7 separate regions of the Mus musculus genome follow, and regions 1, 2, 3, 4, 5 and 6 are each linked to region 7. The links are chromatin contacts, called in public ChIA-PET, HiCAR-type, HiChIP or PLAC-seq and promoter capture Hi-C maps. All regions are on one chromosome and are shown on one strand. Each heading gives the region's core, a stretch centred on a gene start, on an enhancer-like site or on the middle of the called end of the contact. The rest is flanking DNA. Distances are from core to core; before and after follow the strand shown. Region 1 holds the start of Chaf1a (chromatin assembly factor 1, subunit A (p150)). Region 2 holds the start of Tnfaip8l1 (tumor necrosis factor, alpha-induced protein 8-like 1). Region 3 holds the start of Dpp9 (dipeptidylpeptidase 9). Region 4 holds the start of Sema6b (sema domain, transmembrane domain (TM), and cytoplasmic domain, (semaphorin) 6B). Region 5 holds the start of Mydgf (myeloid derived growth factor). Region 6 holds the start of Plin5 (perilipin 5). Region 7 holds the start of Khsrp (KH-type splicing regulatory protein).

What was found. Promoter capture Hi-C pulls out the DNA fragments that hold promoters and counts their contacts. ChIA-PET counts read pairs in DNA pulled down with a chosen protein or histone mark. HiCAR-type assays count read pairs that join an accessible place to other places. HiChIP or PLAC-seq counts read pairs in DNA pulled down with a chosen protein or histone mark.
Region 1: a promoter capture Hi-C map of hematopoietic stem and progenitor cells shows a contact between it and region 7, with 2.8 times the contacts expected there. The contact joins the promoter of Chaf1a here to the promoter of Khsrp in region 7. A contact is called at or near these places in 9 of 39 promoter capture datasets (the C10 cell line, cranial neural crest, embryonic stem cells and 6 more), 1 of 484 Hi-C or Micro-C datasets (muscle stem cells) and 3 of 115 datasets of contacts at active chromatin or transcription factors (Th17 cells, large pre-B cells and pancreatic cancer cells).
Region 2: a contact with region 7 is called in an H3K4me3 HiChIP or PLAC-seq map of bone marrow-derived macrophages, with 6 times the contacts expected there. The contact joins the promoter of Tnfaip8l1 here to the promoter of Khsrp in region 7. A contact is called at or near these places in 1 of 39 promoter capture datasets (cranial neural crest), 1 of 484 Hi-C or Micro-C datasets (B cells) and 2 of 115 datasets of contacts at active chromatin or transcription factors (bone marrow-derived macrophages and pancreatic cancer cells).
Region 3: a contact with region 7 is called in a promoter capture Hi-C map of liver, with 2.1 times the contacts expected there. The contact joins the promoter of Dpp9 here to the promoter of Khsrp in region 7.
Region 4: a contact with region 7 is called in an H3K4me3 HiChIP or PLAC-seq map of stem cell-derived neural progenitor cells, with 5 times the contacts expected there. The contact joins the promoter of Sema6b here to the promoter of Khsrp in region 7. A contact is called at or near these places in 3 of 115 datasets of contacts at active chromatin or transcription factors (large pre-B cells, pro-B cells and stem cell-derived neural progenitor cells) and 1 of 9 other capture datasets (adipose tissue).
Region 5: an RNA polymerase II ChIA-PET map of memory CD8 T cells shows a contact between it and region 7, with 18 read pairs. The contact joins the promoter of Mydgf here to the promoter of Khsrp in region 7. A contact is called at or near these places in 1 of 39 promoter capture datasets (embryonic stem cells) and 3 of 115 datasets of contacts at active chromatin or transcription factors (memory CD8 T cells, pancreatic cancer cells and regulatory T cell precursor).
Region 6: a HiCAR-type map of astrocytes shows a contact between it and region 7, with 3 times the contacts expected there. The contact joins the promoter of Plin5 here to the promoter of Khsrp in region 7. A contact is called at or near these places in 2 of 39 promoter capture datasets (embryonic stem cells and hippocampal neurons) and 2 of 115 datasets of contacts at active chromatin or transcription factors (astrocytes and pro-B cells).

The regions. Positions count from the first base shown.
Region 1 is chr17:56,038,802-56,041,698 of GRCm38.p6, reverse strand. Chaf1a (chromatin assembly factor 1, subunit A (p150)) reads right to left here and starts at 1,283. Exons shown (of 14, transcript NM_013733.3): 1 at 1,148-1,283. The coding sequence starts at 1,187.
Region 2 is chr17:56,161,173-56,163,956 of GRCm38.p6, reverse strand. It overlaps Tnfaip8l1 (tumor necrosis factor, alpha-induced protein 8-like 1), which reads right to left and starts at 1,466. Exons shown (of 2, transcript NM_025566.3): 1 at 1,351-1,466.
Region 3 is chr17:56,217,178-56,220,178 of GRCm38.p6, reverse strand. It overlaps Dpp9 (dipeptidylpeptidase 9), which reads left to right and starts at 1,290. Exons shown (of 21, transcript NM_172624.3): 1 at 1,290-1,438; 2 at 2,718-2,770.
Region 4 is chr17:56,139,055-56,141,754 of GRCm38.p6, reverse strand. Sema6b (sema domain, transmembrane domain (TM), and cytoplasmic domain, (semaphorin) 6B) reads left to right here and starts at 1,412. Exons shown (of 17, transcript NM_001130456.1): 1 at 1,412-1,541.
Region 5 is chr17:56,182,666-56,185,711 of GRCm38.p6, reverse strand. It overlaps Mydgf (myeloid derived growth factor), which reads left to right and starts at 1,792. Exons shown (of 6, transcript NM_080837.2): 1 at 1,792-1,973; 2 at 2,997-3,046. The coding sequence starts at 1,821. It also overlaps a transcript of Tnfaip8l1 not described here.
Region 6 is chr17:56,115,984-56,118,865 of GRCm38.p6, reverse strand. It overlaps Plin5 (perilipin 5), which reads left to right and starts at 1,568. Exons shown (of 8, transcript NM_001077348.1): 1 at 1,568-1,783; 2 at 1,977-2,037; 3 at 2,413-2,608. The coding sequence starts at 1,740.
Region 7 is chr17:57,029,821-57,032,780 of GRCm38.p6, reverse strand. Khsrp (KH-type splicing regulatory protein) reads left to right here and starts at 1,274. Exons shown (of 18, transcript NM_010613.3): 1 at 1,274-1,633. The coding sequence starts at 1,382. Slc25a41 (solute carrier family 25, member 41) reads left to right here. Exons shown (of 7, transcript NM_175333.3): 7 at 1-9.

The sequences.
Region 1 (2,897 bases), core at 34-2,533, 990 kb after region 7:
CAGGATACAATTCAGGTGGTCAGAGGCCAGATCAACCTGAAATTCATCATCCTCCTGCCTCAGCTTCTAGGATGCTGAACTGCAGGTATGAACTGCTACACCAAACTGGTCTTTATTGCCAGAGCAATAGTGTCGGTTTTAAACGTTCCACCTTGGTTAAATAAAAACAATGCTCCATGAGAGTCCAGGAATTGTACGACTATTAATGCCCACATAAAATTCTCAAGCCAGTCAGAACAACAGCTCCAGCCTTCCTGGAATACCAGGCTGTGAAGGGTGTGTGTGTGTGTGTGTGTGTGTGTGTGTGTGTGTGTGTGTGTGTGTATCTTTGATGATCAGAACTGTAAAAGGGGCCAGAGTTATCCCAGAAGTGGATGGAGATTGAGGATGCGGCTCTCCATCCTGAAATTGGCCATCCCCAATTCCCCTCATCTCCGAGCTTGCAGACTAGTGTAATGTACCCAGAAGGGCTGTCTAGTCAGTGGTGCTCAATTGGAGAAATCTTAGTCTATCAGGACCGACCTCGTCTTTTCCAGCCCCTCAATCGTTCAACACACACTGGGGATACAATTTAGCGGGGAATAGGCACCCCACATTTCGGGAAGCCTACCGCATGCTACAAAGACTCCTAACACGTACCCGACTGGTCCATACCACACTCACAAAGGGCCCCTTTTCGGGACCCAGAAAGGGTTCCTGGCTATGCTTTAACCACCCAAACCGACCTTCCTGGACTAGCCCTGCCCCGCAGAGTTGCTGCTACTCTGGTGTCCAGAGCTCAAGTGAGCACGGGCCTCAATTTCCCCGCCCATTGCAAAGGTCCGAACTGCTCTGGAATTCACAAACGCACTTAATAACTTGTACGACTGACTTTTCTTCTCCTTGCCCTCAGTTTCTCCACTTGCTGCTACAAGATCCAATTGATTTCAAGAGGACACAAGCACTCAGGATCCATCAAATCCAACTCGGGGCCTCGGTTTCCCCATTTACTCCAGCTATTTAGGCGACACAAGATGCCTTCGGGAGCTTGCGAAGCTGACTCTTCCCCCTCCCCGAGGCCTCAGTTTCCTAAGAGCCCTCCCTTCTCCTGGTCTCCGCCCCGAGGCCACTTAGGCTTGGATCCGCTCCTTTAGGCAGTTTCACCCACCCGCGGCTGTCCGCGTCGCGGCCTCCGGCTCCTCCAACATCTCCGCGACGGCGGCGGCGGCGGCGGCGGCGGCGGCGGCGGCGGCGGCTCAGGCTTCAGTCGGGCGGCCAGGCTGCACACTCCGCCTCCCACCGGTGTCACTTCTGCTGCCGCCGCGGCCGCCGCGCTCGTATTTGGCGGGAACCGCGGCAACCACCGCGGCCCGCGCGCCGATTGGAGGAGCTTGCGTCACGTGACACCTCAGCCTCCGGAAAAAGAGGTGCACTCAGTACGTCCTCGCGAGAACTTCGGTTTATGTGCTAGAAAATCCCGCGGGAGGCGGATGAAGGCTCCTTTCCGGCGGTTCAGGAGCTGCTGGGAAGATCTGCATTTCTATTGATCCTAAGAAATGTCAATCTAAAATATCAGCGTTTGCACACCCCCCACACCCCTTTTATTGGCTATATGCGTTCCAGGAGGTGGGAAGGGTACGTTTAGATTAGTAGTGACAACTTGAAATTACCCATTGGAAGAGTAATGGGAATTAAGGTATAATAGTGACGGGTTGAAAGTAGCCATTGTAATTAGAGAATTACTTCCTTTAATTTTATTTCTTGCATTAATTTCTCTTTTAACTATAATTTTTTTTCGAGACAGGGTTTCTCTTTGTAGCCCTGGCTGTCCTGGAACTCACTCTGTAGACCAGGCTGGCCTTGAACTCAGAAATCTGCCTACCTCTGTCTCCCAAGTGCTGGGATTAAAGGCGTGTGCCACCATTGCCCGGATATAAACTCTTTCTAAAAATGTTACAGCTGGGCATTTCATTTTTGAAATGATGAACCACTTTTTAATAAATTAACAATTTGCTTTATTTTAAAATTAGGAATGTTTTTCTATTGTAAAATTATAAATCTTTTCAACCATATATTCCTTCTTTTCGTGTAAATTACTTTGAAGAATATTAAATGAAAAAAATTGAGTCTGGTGCTTCATGCTTTTAATCCTAGTACTTGGGATTTACAAGCAGGTGGATCTCTGAGTTCGAGGACAACCTGATCTACATAGCAAGATCCAAGACAGCCAGTGATACGATGTATAAAAAAATGTTTTTCAGCCGGCCTTTAATCCCAGCACTCTGGAGGCAGAGGCAGGTGGATTTCTGAGTTTGAGGCCAGCCTGGTCTGCAGAGTGAGTTCCAGGACAGCCTGGGCTATACAGAGAAACCCTGTCTCAAAAACAACAACAACAACAAAAGAATAATTGCCTCTGTCTTTTGTTTTTGTTTTTAATTTTAAGACAGAATCTCACTATGTAGCCTTGCTGATCTGGAACCCAATCACTAGTTTCTAAATCTTTTCTTGTTGTTGTTGCTGCTGTTGTTAGGTGGAGGAAGAAACCTTTCTTTATCTGCAAACAGCTCGAATGCCTGCAACAGTTTTCTTGAAGCTGTGGCTAGTAAGTGGGTTATTTAGCTAATGAATTAGTTGTATGAATTGCTTTTGGGCCATGGGCTCAGTGAAGGTAAGGAGTGCTCTAGTGTCACGGACCTCATCAAATCTCTGACTTGCTGAAGAATATAATTTGATTGAATTGTGTGGGTCTCGTGGAGCCAATCCTGCTGTCAAGGACCTGTCAGCCCTGTATTTGGGAGGTGAAGGCAGAAAGATTAGGAGTTAAAGGCCACGGTGAGCTAAGTACCAAGTTTGAAGCCAGCCTCCACCATCTCAAAACATATAAAATAAAGAGCACCCTTGAGGGAGTCTTGTGAGTT
Region 2 (2,784 bases), core at 217-2,716, 870 kb after region 7:
GTACAGTCCCCATGGCCCCGCCCTCATCCCTCCCAGTCACCCACATCCTAGGTGCGGCCCAGATCATGAACTTATTATGTTTTAAAGTTGTCGCTGCCTGTGTTGATCTGCCAGGGTTGTAGAGGGCTCAGCACGCACAAAGGTCTCAAGTGCAAGGACATTCCATGTGGAGAAGAGGCGGCCACTTTGAGGTCCCAGGACAGAAAAACAGGAAGTTTGGCACTCAAAGCCTACATTCCTGTTCTCTCTCTCTCTCTCTCTCTCTCTCTCTCTCTCTCTCTCTCTCTCTCTCTCTCTTTCTCTGTTGGCTGTTGTTTGTTACAGGATCTCTATACATAGTTATGGCTAGCCTGGAACTCACTTTGTAGACCTGGCCTCAAACTTACAGGCATCCACCTGCCTCTATTCTAAGCACTGGGTAAATGGGTAAATGTCCTGGTATATGTTGTGTTTGGGCCGGAACCCAAGGCCTCTTGCTTACTAGGTGAGCACTCTACGCACTGGGCTACACCCTAGGGTCCCTTTTGTTTTAGAGACAGCCTCGGTGTGTAGCCCACCCTGGCTCAGCCTCTCTTTTGTCTGTTTAAGCACCCCCAAGAAGCCTCAGGGAGTCACGAAACAACTGTCCCAAGTCAGACAGGGAAACTGAGGCTTATAATTAAGTTACTTGTTCAAGTGAGTCAGGTTTGTCTGAGCTGTGTCCTAACCCCAAGGCAAGGTGTTCAGAGGCGTCACAGCCTGGAGCTCGGGAAGTGACCCAGAGGCCTGTTTCCAGTTTAGTGTTCCACCCTGTCCCTCTCCAGCCCCGCTGCTCACAAAGGTGACAAACCAGAATATGGTTCTGGAGACAGTGTCTCCATCTCTCTGGCCATCCGCAGCCCATATTCTGGACCCCAGTTTATCCTCCAAACCAACACTGAAAGAGCCAGGAGGCTGCAGACCTGGATCAGGTCACCTGCCAATTATGTGACAGCCACTGTCCCAGTTCCCAGATGGTAAAACTGAGTTCAAGCCCTCGGGCAATGGGAAGCTTGAAGTGCCAGTCCCAGTCAGGGTAACCCTGCACCAGCCAGAGCCACAGTGGGGTCCAGCTGGCTACCTCAGAGAATACCTAGACCATTCTGGAGTCAGGCTGCACACTTGTACAGAGCCAAGTCCATCAAGTGTCCTCTTGAGGACATGTGTTAGGACTATTACAGTAGCCCACAGCAACCTGCTCACAACACCCATGCTCCCACAGTCAGTAATAGGTATACAGAGGAAACTGAGGCGGGATATACAGAGGACGGTGTGGGGATAGGAGGGGACGGAAAGAACCCAGGATAGCCAATGCAGGACCCCATCGCTCACCTGCTCCTCGGGATGTGTCAAGCCTTCAGTTTTCTGTAGGTGCCTCTGTGGGGCCAGAGGCATTGGCCGCTGGATCTGAGCCCGGCCGCTGGCTAGGAGGCCACGCCCCCGAGAAAGGGCTCGCCCCCTCTAAACGCTCACTGGCTCAGCAAATGGTAGCGCACAGGCAGTGTACGAAGGAGCCAATGGCAGCAAGCCTCTGCCAGGAGGTGGGAGGCATGACGCGGGCGTGGGCGAGGGCGTGGTCTGCGGCCGGGAGATTCCTCCGGAATAGCGCCGGCGCTGGGTGCCCAGCGCAAGGGATGCCGTGGCGGGAAAGTGTTGGAAGGAAGAGGAAGGAGACTGAGACAGAGAAAAATGGGGTATACGTGCACCGCGCGACAGAGATCTGAGAGGCCAAAGCGAAGAGAGGCGCCTCCGCGAGACACCTGCATCCCTCTGAGCGGGTCTCAGTTTACCCACTAGGTAGTTAGAGTGTCACCTGGGACTCCCATGACAAATGCACCCCAACATTTGCCTTGCAACAATTTTGGGGTTCCTGAGTACTGCGGAGACTCTCTTTCAGTTGGTGTCTCTGGAGTAAGGGGGGAGGCACTGTGATGACCTCCCTGACAGAGGCCAGACAGGGCCAGCTACCTCCCAGGGGGCAGCTGTGAGACCTGGAAAATCAGTCTGGGAGTGATTCCCACACTCCCACCACCCCCAACCCATCCCCAACACCCCCACCTTACTCCAAACTCCACCCCAACTCAACCACGGGTCTGCACTTCCTGTGCCTGGATGGCCCTGTCACAGCAAGGACACTTGGAAAAGCCTCATCTGCCATCTTCCCTCTTCAGAAAGCCCCCTCAGGTGTTTGCTGACTGCATTCTAACCTTCCTTGCATGAGCCTTAACACACAAAACTAAATCCAGGCTTTTGAGAGATAGAAATTGAGACCCAGAGAAACCTTAAGTGACTTGCCTAGAGCAGCACAGACCCAAGTGGCTTTCCTGATTTCAGATTGTCTGTGCTCTGGGCCAGGAACTTACAAGTTCAGTAGCCATCCCAGCTCTGCCGGGTGCTGAACATGGCCTCTATCTGCTCTGTACCAGGAGCTCACCCTTGTGACAGCCACACAGGACCCTAGACAGAGCTCAGTATCAAAGACAGAGACCACAGCTCTAGGTTTTTCATACCCCAGTATGAGCCAGGGCAATTAGTGTGTTTTTGAGGTGTGTGGGGGGAAGCAGGTGTCACTGAAGCAGGTTTGGGGGCTTCTGATTTTTGAGCACTTAGAGTCTGAGGAACCCACAGATATCATAGGTGTGATAAAGTGGGGATCAAACCCAGCTGTGTGGGTTCAGGGCTAGAGCCTACCCCTCCCACTTGCCTAGAGTCCCGTGGTGAGAGGCTGGGTCGTGGACAGGGTGGAGCCTCTGCCTAGAATTCCCC
Region 3 (3,001 bases), core at 41-2,540, 810 kb after region 7:
TAAATTTTAGCTACATGAGACTCTTCCCCAAAATGGGTGTGAAAAGAAAGGGGTCAGGAGAGAGAAGAGGATGGCTGGAACTGGGGAAGACCAGGAGAGCCGCCAGGCCCTCAGCCACGTCCTGTAATTGTGTAACAAATGGTGTCTCCAGGGAGGGTTCCTGGAAAGGGAACAGGGTTGCAACATCATGTTAAAAATGTAGCTCTCAGGATTTCCGGTCAAAAAGTTAACTAGCTAGGAAGCTAAGTGGGGACACTTCAACAACAATGGAGGATGCTCACTAAATGTCACTCACCAAACAATGGATGCCCTTCTGCAGGAACCCTGTTAGGATAACTTTTGGGGAGTGTGTCTTTATTTACAAAAGCTCTTTAGAGGCTTGAGAGAGGTGGCTCTGCGAGGAGGGGAGTCCATGTCCCAGCACTCATGTGGCCTTAACTCCAGTTACAAGAAATCCATTGTGGGTCTGGAGAGATGGCTCAGTGGTTAAGAGCACTGACTGCTCTTCTGAAGGTCCTGAGTTCAAATCCCAGCAACCACATGGTGGCTCACAACCACCTTTAATGAGATCTGACGCCCTCGAATCTGAAGACTGCTACAGTGTACTTAGGTGTACTTAGATATAATAATAAATTTAAAAAAATTAAAAGGAAAGAAACCCATTGTCCTCTTCTGTCACACTCGCGTGGCTCAGACACAATGCACAGATAAGAAGTAAAACATGAGCCGGGCGTGGTGGCGCACACCTTTAATGCAGAGGCAGGTGGCAGAGGCAGGCGGATTTCTGAGTTCGAGGCCAGCCTGGTCTACAGAGTGAGTTCCAGGACAGCCAGGGCTATACTGAGAAACCCCGTCTCGAAAAACAAAAAACAAAGTAAAACATGGTGTGGGCGAGATCTAGACAGAGCAGGCAGATCTTAGAGTTCAAAGCTAGCCTGATTAAGTGGAGAGTTTCCGAGCGCTGGGATGAGCGGCGTAAGCAATCTGGGACTAGAACCCGGGGCCACCTTTTGGAAGGCAGCTTTCCTAACCACTATTCTACCAATATCTCAGCTTTCTTAGATATTTTTAATAGGTCACTGCAGGGTCGAGCTGGCCAGCAGAACTGGAGCAGGGGTGTCCATCCCGCAGTCCTCTCCCAGACAGCAAGGGGCCACCAGCCTTGCCTTCAGCCCTAAGACGCTCCTGAGCATTGTCCCCTAGAGTTTCACGGACGTTGGTTCTGCCCTGACGTTACCCAATCAAAAGCCTCTGCTTCTGCAGCTCAACTTCCGGGTCAAAGGAGGCGCAGCTGGCGGGTCCCCCCGGTGTCCGCCGCCTTCGCTGTCCCCCCGCGCCCGCCACTTCCGGGCCCTCGTCTTGGGCATGGAGCGTCGCGTGTGAGGCGCCGCCGGCCCCGGGGACGCCCTGCTCAGCTTGTCCTCCGCGCCACGCTCGGGTGAGCAGCGTCCGGCCCCGGCTCGCCGCCTCCCGCCCCGGCCGGCGCCGTCCGCCCGCCTCGGCGCCGCGCGCCCTGTCCTCGTCGTCCCCGCCGCTCTGGTCGCCGCGCTTCGCCGGTTCCGGGCCGCGCCCAAGAGCTGCTGCCGCACCGCTGCGGAGACGCAGCCGCCAGCTTCATCGCAGAGCGCGGCTCAGCCCGGCGTCCGCGCAGCCTCCGCCAGCCTCCGCCAGCCTCGTCTCTGCCAAACCCTCCCTCCCGGCCTCATCCTTCCCAACCTGATCCCCTCAAGCCTCATCCTCTTCCATCTTGATCTTCTAAAGCCGGATCCCCGCAAGCCTGATTCCCCTCCCAGCTTGATCCCTCAAGCCTGATCCCCAAAACTTGATCCGTCCAACTTGTTCCCTCAAGGCCTGATAGTCCAGGTTGACCCTCCTCTCAAACCTGAAATCCTAAAGCTTCATACCCCAAAGCTTGAAACCCGCAGCATGAACCTCTCCAAATGACCCTACCAGCCTGACTCTTCCAAGACTGGTCACTCCCCAAGCCTGATCCTTCACTCAGCCCTTATCCTCTGCCTCAGTTTCCACATTGTCGCATGCCAAGCTTGATACCCTCCCAGACTAAAATCATATCCTCTGTCTCATCCCTTTCCTCCCCGGATTAGCTTGAACCCCCTCAGCTTCCAGCATTCATTCCCTGCATCTTGAGCCCCACCCTTAGGATCTCGGCCTTAGGCCCATCCATCCCCTCCCCATCCACGATTTTGCCCAGCCTTTGACCTCAGCGGCCTTTTTGCTGCCTGTTACCCAGGCTCCCTCGGGAGCCCCCAGGGCAATCACCAACCTGCTTTCGAAGAGTTGGGACTGGTGCCCAGGAGGTGTGGACCACAGTCGCCAGTTCCCTGCTGGGTCCCAGGGAGACCGCACACTGAGGGACACGTCTCTTCCAAGTACAACCCAGGGCATGTTGGCAGCCCCGAGGGGCTGGGAGGCTCAGTTAGAGTCGAACCAGGTAGATAGGGTTAGGCACAGGCGGAGACTCCCGCCCGCATGGAAAGTGAGTGAGAAGAAGCCACACACATCACCGGCCCCTCCATCTTCACCGGCCCCTTCATCCTCACTGGTTCCCCAGTTCACACCAACCACTCCATCCTTGCCAGCCCCTCATCTTCCGCCAACCCCTTCATCCTTGCCAGACCCCATTTTCACCAACCCCTTCATTCTTGCCAGCCCTTCCCATCTGCCCACCTTAACAACACCACATTTGTTCTTCTAAGGTCCGTGCCCCTCGCCTGCAGCTGCCATGGAAGCTCCTTGGACCCTTTAGAAGGTGAGTTGTGCTGGGGTCGGGCAGCAAGGCAGGCTCTGTGGTGGGCTGGGGCTTGCTGTGGAATGCAGAGGTTGACAGTGGCTTTGGGGCCAGTTACCCCTGGTCTTGGTCCCTGCTGCAGTACTTTGCCCTCTCCAGGGGGACAAAGGAAGAGTGGCTAGTAAGCTGGGTTTGAGGGAGGCTTGGCCAACCTCCCTAGCTCATCTGATACAGTACCTAGTGTGTGGGCAT
Region 4 (2,700 bases), core at 163-2,662, 890 kb after region 7:
GAGGAAAGGGGTGCTGGGGCTAACTCTGGAGGACTCAGACAAGGTCCTGTCTTCTTGACTCTCCATGGCTATCAGGTCAGCTCCTAGACCGGCTGGAGCCGGCTGGGGGAGGGCGACTTGACCTCCAGGCCGGTCTGTGAAAGAGGCGTCATTCATGACCATGGGGCCTTTGTTCAGACAGGTCTCCCTGGGGACAGGCCATCCCTGCACCCCCACTCTGCCTTGCACTCCCTGCCAAATCCACCCGTGAGCCTTCAGGGGCCCGGTGTCCCCCCTCCCCCTCTGCCACCCCCAGCAGCCACTGAGCCCTCTGCACCTTGACTTTTGCAGCCACTGGTCACCTTGGCAGCCACCCTCCCATTCCCCCCGACGCCCCCCTGGGCCGAAAAACATTGTTAGAGCTGCGCTCAATAAATGTTTGCCGGACAAATTGGTTCATAGGCCAAGCAGAGTAGGCTGAGAACTGGCTTCATCTTCTGCCTCAGTTTCTCCACAGAAGCTGTGTCTGGCTGATATGCGGCAAAGCTGATGGGCCACAGTGAGGTCTCAGCCTGTCGCCACAGTGGTGACACCAAGGAGTCTGCTCCAGCCCCTCAGGGTGTGCACAGGTCAGAGTTAAAATCCTGACACCCACAGATTTGGCTGTCCCGGGCAGCTCACAGTCCCAACCTTTGGTTGAGTGTCCTCAGCTGGATGGGCTTCAGGGCGACCCTGTGAGCAGGATTCAACTCCACACACAATTACAAAAGCAGTTGTGTGGTGCTTACTGTATACTGGAGGTGCCATCAGTATACTTACTGTATTCTGAGGCAATGCCTAGCCCAATCGGAAAGAGGTTTTCATTCAGCGTCATGGCTGGGATGAGGAGGGGCTTTGGACAGAGGGAAACTGAGGCATGGAAAGAGATATCTTGCTGTCCCAATGTCCCTCAGAAAGTGAGTGTTGGCGGCGTGCTGGGGCAGGCCTTTAGCCTAGACTCCCCAGGAGAGTCTGTCTTAGTCAATCAATCATTATAAATAAAAAATGAGACCTTGGTGGTTTGACTCAATGATGTCATGAGCCACCAGGACCGTGGGACCACGTCCATGAGGTTCCTGTGTGTGGGTGACTGGTCAGATGAATTGGGAATTCACTAGAATATACCAGAAAACATCTATGGAGTGCCTACGGTATACTGGAGATGCCCAGAGTCAGAACAGCGCCCAGCTCAGTGCGGGAGTCGGTGGTCTTCAGAACCACCCCAGTAGAGAGAAGTGGGAGGCAGAGAAAGGGAAACTGAGGCCAAGGATGGTGGAGGCGCCCCCTCCCGTCCGTGCTCCGCTCCTTGGTGGTCTGCTCCGGGTTTTGCGAAGCTCCGAGCTCGGGCGCTGGGGGCGGAGGTGGCGGAGCTGCGAGTCGCAGCGGCGGCGGCAGAGATGCGGCCCCGGCCGGGACACCGCGCTGCGCCCCCGCGGGAGCCGCCCGCGCGTGGGAGCCCGGGCTGAGACGCTGCGGGGCCGGGGCCGGGGCCGAGCCGAGCAGGTGCTCGGCCTGCGCTGGAGGTGAGTGCAGGGACGGACGCGGGGACGCACCTTGGACAGATGCACGGGGGACAGATGCGGCGACGGACGCAGGGACGGACGCAGGGACAGACGCAGGGACAGATGCAGGGACAGATGCAGTGGGCATGCACGCACCAGGCGCGCACAGGGCGCGGGCGCCTCGTGCAGCGGCACTGGCTTGGGGGGCCCCCCGCGTGCGGTCGCAGCTCCAGCGCCCTGGGCGGGGCTAACGGGCTGCGCAGCGGGCGGGGATTGCAGCCAAGGCCCCGGCTCATCGCGCCGGGGCACTGACAGTGGCTTCGAATTATTGGGGTGACGGCCTACTGATGGGGGCGGGGGAGGGGGCGGGACACATAGCCGCGACCTTTCGTGGGTCCCCACGCGGCCCTGTGCACCAGCTGTCCCCAAGCTCTTGGGTACCGGCTGGTCTTCGCCGGCCGCGCAACTGACATGGGGGGGGGGCAGTCCGCGGCCAACGCCCCCGCTGCAGCACAGCCCTAAGCTGGGCTGCCAGCCCCCCCCCCCAAAGCCTGACAATGGGACAAAGGAGCGTCTCTGGCAGCCGCGCGGGGTGGGTGCCACCGTGGCCCCCCTGGCCGACCGCGGTGCTGATTGGTCCCTGGAGCGGGGGTCACGTGCCCCATTCTGCTCTCCACTGCCGACTTTGGGGCGCCTCCCCAGGGCTGCTGCCAGGCCGAACCCCCCACCTTGGCCTCAGATGGTGAATTCTAGGCCTACAACAGCCCTGAGGTCGGGAGGGACTCCTGGGTCCCAGGTCCTCTCTGCCTGGTCTCTGTCACTGAACCCCCAACCCCCGCCGCCTAAGGTCGGTGTCACTCTCATCTGAGGTTCCCAGGTCTCTGTCACCTGCCTGAGGTCTGTGTTGCTCCCCATCTGAGGTCTGTGTTGCTCTCCAGGTCTCCGGGACCCTGGCAGGTCTGTGTCACACTGCCTGACGTCTGTGTCACCCCCAACTTCTTATTTTTTACCTGCTCGATGCCCCAATCCCAAACTGAATGTGATGGAGTTGGGAACCCCAATATTGCAGGCCAACAAGCTTTGGGTGGAGGAGGGTGGCCCTGGGGACAGAATGGCTGGAGGGACTTGCCAGAGCGCCTCTGCCTGGTTACAACGTGCCTTTCTTTCTCTGTATCTTGGA
Region 5 (3,046 bases), core at 543-3,042, 850 kb after region 7:
GGGGGCAGTGCTTGGATTTCTGAGAGGGGCAGAGATGTCCAGGTTGAGGATTGGTGGAATTTCCAGTGCTGAGCTCAGGGGAGGCTCAGTGATTGGTGGGCTTTTTTTTTTTTTTTTTTTTTTAATGGGAATCTCAAGGGACTAGTGGGTTTTCCTGCTCAGCGATTGGTGGCTTTTTTTTTTCCCACCCCCTTTCCCTGCATCAGGCCCATGGCTAAGGGTGGAAAGTCCTTTCTGGCTGCAGCCAGCTTTTGCTGAAGCGACATCTCTGTGGGACTGCTGGGGGTGGGGTAGGCTGGGGAGGAGATGAGCCACTGTGGACAGCTCCTGTGAGGGCTGCAGGCTGAGATGTCACTGGTGCTGCCACTTTTGACAGCACTTGTGGGACACTTTACTGCAGCAGCCCATAGGCTGGGGTGGAAAGGAGGACCCCGCCACTACTCTGATGGCTTTTGTGGTGCACCGCTCAGGGACTACAGGAGGACTGGGATGGGGCAGGCTAAGGTGGCATCAGCAGCCATTTGAGAGGAAATGAGGTACTTGTAACTAGATAGAGGATCACTTAGCCGTAGAGTCTAATTTTAAGATACTTATTTTCTGTTGTGCAAGGCTGCTTGCCCCAATTCACATGTAGTGAGAACAGCTTTTAGGAGTCAGTTCTACCACCATCTAGTGACCAGGGCTGAAGTCATGGCTGCAAGCCCTTTACTCACTATTCCATCTCGCTGGCCAGTGGAAAGATGGGAAAATTATTCAGCAGCAGAGGGCTGGCCAGGCATGCTCTAGGTCCGGTAACAGCATAGCAACACCTGTGACCTATAGGAAGCTGCAAAACCGGAAGAATTCACTTTTAAAGTATTGCTATTATTATATTATTTTCATGTCTGTCTGTGTACCACATGCATACCTGGTACCTGCAGAGGCCAGAAGAAGACATCGGATCTCTTGGAAATGGAGTTAAAGTTGTAAAGCACCATGTGGGTGCTGGGCTTCAAATCTTGGTCCTCTATAGAACAGCCAGTGCTCTTAATTGCTGAGCCATCACCGCAGCCCTCACAATAAAATATTTTTGAAAAATATGCCGGGAAGTGGTGTCGCACACCTTTAATCCCAGCACTTGGGAGGCAGAGGGAGGTGGATTTCTGAGTTTGAGGCCAACCTAGTCTACAGAGTGAGTTCCAGGACAGCCAGGGCTACAGAGACCCCCCACCAAAAAAAACACAAAAAACAAACCTTAATACACACACACACACACACACACACACACACACACACACACACACACACACACATATATGTAAAATATGTTACAAAACAAAAAACAATCAACAGGTGGTGGTGGAGGCCTACGCCTTAATCTCAGCACTCAGGTGGCAGAGTCAGGCAGATCTCTGAGTTCCCGGCTAGCCTGGAGAGATTTCCAGGACCTTGTCTCGTCAAAACCAAAAAAATAGGACAAATAAAAGTGAAATAAACCATATTTATTAACAAATGGATAATCTAACAAAATTAAACACTGTCAACCCCCATGTTGTCCTGAAGTGAGTCCGGGAGCCCATTTAAGTGAGATATAAAAATATCCGGGGGGGAGGCAAAAGTTACCTGCAAACTCCAACCCAAACAAGCGCCAAGACGAAGTCGCCCTCCAGGCATCCGCGAGCGTCAATCAGAGGCGCTGTAGTGCATCACGTGCCAAGTCGAGTCCCGCCCCACCATGGCAGCCAAATCGGGCGGGGCGACGTTGTCACCGTTCGGCGCTGACGTGTCCCGCGCGTGTCACTCCACGTTCGCGAGCGCCTGCGCATTGCCCCGGAAGCAAGATGGCAGCCCCCAGCGGAGGCTTCTGGACTGCGGTGGTCCTGGCGGCCGCAGCGCTGAAATTGGCCGCCGCTGTGTCCGAGCCCACCACCGTGCCATTTGACGTGAGGCCCGGAGGGGTCGTGCATTCGTTCTCCCAGGACGTAGGACCCGGGGTACGTGCTAAGCCTCCTGCCCGGGAATCGATGCCTATGGACTTCCGATCAGGTGGTCCTGGAGACCGGGTGGAGTGGCAGAGGCAGGGTTACCTGAAGAAGGGACCTGGCTGCCTCGTCTGTCTTCTGTCAGTCACTCCCTACCTGCAAGGCGACTTCCCCTTGCCCATCTCATTGTAGAAAAGGGAATACTGGTTGATAAGAGCAGCGGATCTAGGGGACTGGCTATACAGGTCGCACGTGGGTTACTCACTGAACCCGGACTAGAGCGGGAGCACCCCCCAAGCCTTACACGAGTCCATCACCTCTCCTTTCAGCGAGCCAGCAGTCAGCCTAGCCTCTGCCCGCCCCAGCTTGGCTTCTGGGACAGCGGTGTCCCTAGTGACCATTTCTTGAGACCATTACTATAGTCCTGTGCTTTCTGGCAGGTTTGTGTTGTGGGCAGGAAGCAGTACAAGCTTGTATCTAACAGGAGCCCCGAGTACTGACCTCATAGGTGATGTTCTAGGGATGATTGCTGAAGGCCATTTGACCTTCCTAGGAAATCACAGTGATTTGAGCAAAGTTCTGAGCTCCTGAGAGGAGAGAGATCTGGTGGCCTCTGGAGGGTGTACTGAGGGATGGAACCTAGAGTCTCACATCGGCAGAGCCAGGGTTCTGCCCCGCCCTAGGCAGGGGCTCCACCCCTGAGCCACATCCCTAGCTCCTCATTAGGGGATTCTAGGTGGGACTCCACCCCTGAGTCACCCTCCCAACCCCTCACTGCTGGATTCTGGACAGGCTCAACCCTTGACCTTCTGGGCAGGGGCTGATGTATATCTCAGTCCTTTTTGATCTGTTTTACATCGGGACAGCACCTTGCTAAGTCACCCAGGCTAGCTTATGTCCCAGTTCCCAGTTCTGCGTCAGCCTCCTGGATACCAGAGATGATGTGCATACAGGACCATGCCCAGTATGCTAGGGTCTTGGTTCTGAGTATTGAGATCTTTGCTCTTCAGCCTCCTTTTATTTCTCCTTCTACAGAACAAGTTTACATGTACATTCACCTACGCTTCCCAAGGAGGGACCAACGA
Region 6 (2,882 bases), core at 319-2,818, 910 kb after region 7:
ATTTGAGCTCATGATTCTCCTGTCTCCACCTTGTGGCTCTGGGTGACAAGCATATGACTGGGCAAAACTAGGCTTCTCACCCCAGTCCTGCAGAGGGAGCTGGGGAGAGTGGGTTAAAACTTGGGTCTCAGTTTGCTGATCTGTAAAATGGGGTCAGAACTGACAGGCTTAACAGCTCTCAGGATTAAACAGCAGATTAAAAATAAGATGGAGGCCAGAGAGACCACCCATGGCTTAACAGCTCAGGCTGGAGTTCCAGTCCCAGCATCCACATGATAGCTCAAGGTCACATGTTACTCCAGTCACAGGGGGTCTGTCAACTTTACTGGCCTCTGTGGGGATCAGGCATCTGTGGATCATGACAGATGGAACATATCAACAAAACACCAGGACACATAGACGTAATAATAATAATAACAAAGGAAGTGGGCCTCAGAAGGCAGTCAGCCGAGCACCCACAGATCTGGGTTCACGCCCAGCACCACATAAACATGTGTGGTGTGGCACATCTGTTGTCTTAGCCACTGGGTGGTGCGTTCAAGGTCATCCTTGGCTATGTGGTTACTTTGAGGCTATCCTGGGCTATATAGTGAGTTCTGGTCAAGTCTTGACTACAGAGAGAGAGTCTGAATCAAACAAAACAAACGGAAAAGACTGAAGAATGAGAAAGTCGCCGGGCGTGGTGGCTCATGCCTTTAATCCCAGCACTTGGGAGGCAGAGGCAAGGTGGATTTCTGAGTTCGAGGCCAACCTGATCTACAAAATGAGTTCCAGGATAGCCAGAGAAAACCTGTCACAAAAAACAAAACAAAACAAAACAAAAAAAAAACAACAAAAGAAGAAGGAGGAGGAGGAGGAGAAAAAAGGAGGAGGAGAAAAAAGAGGAGAAGGAGAAGGAGAAGGAGAAGGAGAAGGAGAAGGAGAAGGAGAAAGAAGAAGAAAAGTCCTCAGTCGCCGGGCGGATTTCTGAGTTCGAGGCCAGCCTGTTCGGTCTACAGAGTGAGTTCCAGGACAGCCAGAGCGATACAGAGAAACCCTGTCTCGAAAAAACCAACCAACCAACCAACCAAAAACCAACCAACCAACCAACCAACCAATCAAACAAACAAACAACAACAACAAAAAGAAAGTCCTCAGTCCTAGTCTGAGGTCAGCCATGGTGACTGGACCAGGATTCAGCGTCCCTGAGCCGCTATGGCAACCATGGCGCCTGTGGGGGGCGGGGAAGCTCCAGATCCACCCCCGGCGGCGCCTCATTGGCTCGCGTGCGGAGGCCCCACCCAGACCTGCTATAAGGACGGAGGGCTGACTCAGGTGGGAGCGCCGGGGGGCGGATACACGCGGGATCTGAGCTCTGCACCCAGGTGAGGGCGCAGGCGAGGGTAGAGGGTGGGGTAGGGATGGCCCTGACCCAAACTCGGCAGGGTGGAAGTGGCGGGGGTGAATGCGAGGAGCCACAGGCACAGCAGGTGGCAGGACCCTTGGCCCAGTGGGCCCGGGCCCAGGACCCAGTTGGGCGGGGCCCAGGCGCAGAGGACAGTGGGACGGCCATGGTGGGGATACATAGGGCATGAGCCCTGAGGTCAGCGTCCCTGTCACCGTGGACAGCTGAGGGTGACCTCGGAGCTCCACGTGCAATCTTTGCCTCAACTTTCCTGCCCGTCAAAGGGATCTGATTCTCTGACCGCTGCCCCCACCTCTGCAACGGGGGCTGGTGTGCGGGTCTGTCCCTACTGGAAATGGACCAGAGAGGTGAAGACACCACCCTAGCGCCACACAGCAGGTAATGACATTTGAACTCATCCTCGTCCCACCAGGGCCCACGCCTGTCCTCCCACAAAGTCATAGATTTTTCATTGTATACCTTCTGTGTGTTGGGCCTTGTACATGCCTTGCTGATGGACCCCAGAATACTCCACAGGGCTGACTCTCAGGGTTTCCCTCTCTTTCTGTGTCTTACCCCCCCCTCCCCCCAGAATGTCCGGTGATCAGACAGCTCAGGACCCTGGATCCAGCCTGGGAGAACTGGACCAGCAGGTAAAGAAGGACGACAGCAGGGGGCTGGGGGGTTCGTGGCTGGGTCCCTGCCCGACCAAGGTCCAGTCCCTTCTCATAGCTCCAGGTGTCACCTATTGTAGTCACTACAGTGATAGCATCAAACTTAGGGTACAATTACACCTGTGGGGAAACTAAGGCCCCAAGCAGTCAGGTCTTTCTCCAGACCTGTGTGCAGGTCACCCAAACAGCCCCCCTTCCCGCCCTGGCCTCATCTGTAGGTCCAGAAGTTGCCCTGTTGCTGTGTGTGTGCTGCATGCTGCAGCCTTTGGTAGGCGACCTGCTTTGTGTCCCCCAGCCTAGCACAATGAAGGGAATCGGGGTATGGCTGTGCCCTGATGTAACTGTTCTCTGCAGAATGTGGTGAATCGAGTGGTGGCTTTGCCCCTGGTCAAGGCCACGTGCACTGCCGTGTCCAGTGCTTACAACTCGGCCAAGGACAGGCACCCGCTGCTGGGCTCCGCCTGCCGCCTTGCTGAGCACTGTGTGTGTAGTGTGACTACCTGTGCCCTGGACCACGCACAGCCACTGCTGGAGCACCTGCAGCCCCAGTGTGAGTCTAAGTCCCTACCATAGTCCCTACCACCTTGGTCTGTAGTCAGTCTCTGCTATCTTCAGAACCAGGTGTCCCTCCCAGGCCCATTCACAAATGCTTCCCCACACCTCTCTTTTTAAAAAATTTCTGAGTTAGGGTTTTGCTCTGTAGCCCAGATTGGCCTGAAATGCTCAGCAATCCTCCTGCCTCAGCCTTCTGAGTGCTGGGATGATGCACCACCACACGGTTTATGCTGTGCTGGGATCGACTCCACACGTAGTGAGTCCAAATC
Region 7 (2,960 bases), core at 25-2,524:
AGTTTTGGACGTCTGTGTCTGAGATTAGCTGGTTCTGGGTGGGAGCTGGGAGATGGGGTGTATCGTCTAGGGTGCTTGCCTAGCATTTATGAGATCCTAAGTTCAACCCCCACCCTGACGACTTGGGGATCAGGAGGACCTGAGATTTTGGGGTCCAGGCTAGGAGCTCTAGGGGTCTTGAACTCCGGTAAATGGACCTGGGACTTCTGGGCCCAGGGTGGCAACTGGAAGTTTGGACTCCTGTGGGAACTTGGGGTTCCTTCTTAGTCCAGGGTTGGGAGCAGGAGACTTGGACCCCTGTGGGGGGCCTGGGTCGAGGTTGGGAATAGGCTTGAAGTTTGAGGAGTTGGTGTCATGAGTCTTGGAAGTGAAGGTCCTTTGAGGGAAAATCTTCACCCAATTTCGGGCCACCACTCCCCCCACCCCCCAAGGCTTCGGGCAGGCCACGGGCAAGGCCTCCCCAAGCCAGGCTACTGGGGCGCTGACTTAAGGTCCTGCCCATAGTTCCGGCTGCTGAGCACTACCTCCCACGTCCTCTGCCACTCACTTCTGCTCCCACTAATCCGCTCCTGCCGCCTGGTAGCGGGTTCCACCCCAATGCAGATGCGCTTTCACTGGCTCTCAGCAAGCGGGCACTATTACTTCTGTTACTGCTATTTGTCCACAGAGGGGTCAATCATTGAACGCTTGCCCTTGTCGCTCAGCCATTGGCTCAGAAGTCAGAGGACAAGGATTCTGAGAAAAGTCACGTCCAAATCCAAGCGCATCCTCCAAAATGCTTCGGGGACTGGATCAAATGACTGCCAATCTTAGCAAGCACCGCCTCCTAAGTGTATTCATTAGCTGGTGTTGACGACTATCTTGCCGAGCGCCCGCCCAGCTCATCCCAGAGAATTTTCATAGGCTCCGCCCTCAAGGCCACGTGACTGATCAGAGCCGTCACTCTCATCCTAGAGCCGCCCCGAGAAGGTGGAACTCGCGCTTCATTGGGCCTCCTGACTTCTCGCGTGACTTCCAATTGCCCGCCCAGCGCCAGCAGCCCTGGGCTTATTGAGTCCTATCTTCGTCAGTCACACCGCGCCTCCCGCCCCCTGCATCTTCCGAAGCTCTGACTGGTCGCCCGGATTTACGGCCCACGATTGGCGGGCGTAGAGTGGTAGCCGTATACTACTGGCTGTTCCTCGGCGTCCGTCAAGCCGGTGGCGGGAGGAGGTGCCCCTCTTCCCCCTCCGCGACCCCCCCTCCCCGTCGCCTTCCCAGCCGCTGGCTTCCCATCGTGCTCCGCGGCCGTGTGGAGCGAGGCCTTGTTCCCGCGTTGAGCCGCCGCCGCCTCCGCCTCCTCAGCTTGAAGCCTCCGCACCAAGCCCGTCCCCGCCGCGCCATGTCGGACTACAACACCGGAGGTCCCCCGCCCGGCCCGCCGCCTCCCGCTGGCGGCGGAGGGGGAGCCGCGGGTGCGGGAGGAGGCCCTCCGCCGGGCCCGCCGGGCGCGGGAGACCGGGGCGGCGGAGGCCCTGGCGGCGGCGGCCCGGGTGGAGGAGGCGCGTCCGGGGGCCCCTCACAGCCTCCCGGTGGCGGCGGCCCTGGGATCCGCAAGGACGCCTTCGCCGACGCCGTGCAGCGGGCCCGCCAGGTGAGGGGGCCGCGAGGGCGCGTGCGCGCGCGCGGGGGAGGGGGCAGCGGCGCGCGCGGGGTCGCGGGAGGGTCACGTGGGCGGCGGGCTCGGGGCGGGGAGTCTGGGGCCGTCACGGTGTGAGGGTGACCCTCTGCGTGCGTGTAGTTAAGGGTGCGTTGAAGGGGGGATCTCCGAAAACTAGACTTTGCACTGGACGGTTTCTCTTGGGTACCAGGGCTTGCAGCCTTTGGGGTCCCTGAGACCCACCCCTGTACTTGCACCAGGTCTTCTCTATTAGGAGGGTTGCAGCTTTGGAGTTCCCACGATTTTTTTCCTGGGTGTACTAGAGGATTCCTCTAGGACCCATAAAGGTTGCAGTCTGGGACAGTGTCCCCAAGAGCCACCCCCCGAGCTTGCACCCGTTATTTCCATTCAAGATATAGGGTTTGCATTCTGAGGACCACTCTAAAGTCCAAGACTGTTTGTGATTTGGAGAGGTCTCCTAGTTTTCCAAAGGCCTGAGCTTGAATGTTATGAGGATGTCCCCAAGAATCACTCCTGGGTTTTCACTTAGGCACCCCCTTAGGACCCATGGGGTTCTAGAAACTGAGGCAGATCTGTAAGAGCAATTCCTGAGTTCATGAAGGATGGGGTCAGAGATGCTGTGAGACCCCTCTTTGAACCCTTGGAGTCTTAGGGTCCCCAAGGGCTTCTCAGGGTTTGTAAAGTTGCATCGCAGGATGGTAGGAGACCGCTATTCAGAGACCTGAGGGTTCAGAATATATTAGTTCCCAAGACGGAGTCCTAGGTTTGCACAGGGACTGAGCTTGGCCGTATACTTAGAAAGTGGGGGGGACCCATCTTAGCACACATTTGCACCCGCCCAGAAATTCAACTCCCTTTTAGAGGATCTTGCTTTACACACCATTACTCCTATTTTCAAGTCAAAACAGGTCCCCTGGCCCATTTCTGTACCTTCCCTAGGAAGGGATTTGGTAAGGGGTTGGGAGAGTTCTTTCTGATGAAGAGAGGACCGACCCTTTGTTAGAGAGCCTGGGCTTTGGGATGAGGTGGGGAAGGTGGACACGGGATCCTGCTTTTTACTGTTTGAATTCAAAAGTATTGTCTGTCTTTGGGAACATGCCTTGTTTTGATGACCGCATTTAAGAGTGTTATGTGCTGGTGTGACCTGGCTCAGCCTTGCTCACAACCCCACTCGGGTACATTCTGAGAGTTGGACAGGCCAGGCTTACCACAGATGCTGCTATCCTGGGGTTGTCCCAAGGCCTCCGGCCTAAGGACTGGCTCCTCCCTAGGTGGGAGGACCCATTGAGTTACTGCCCTC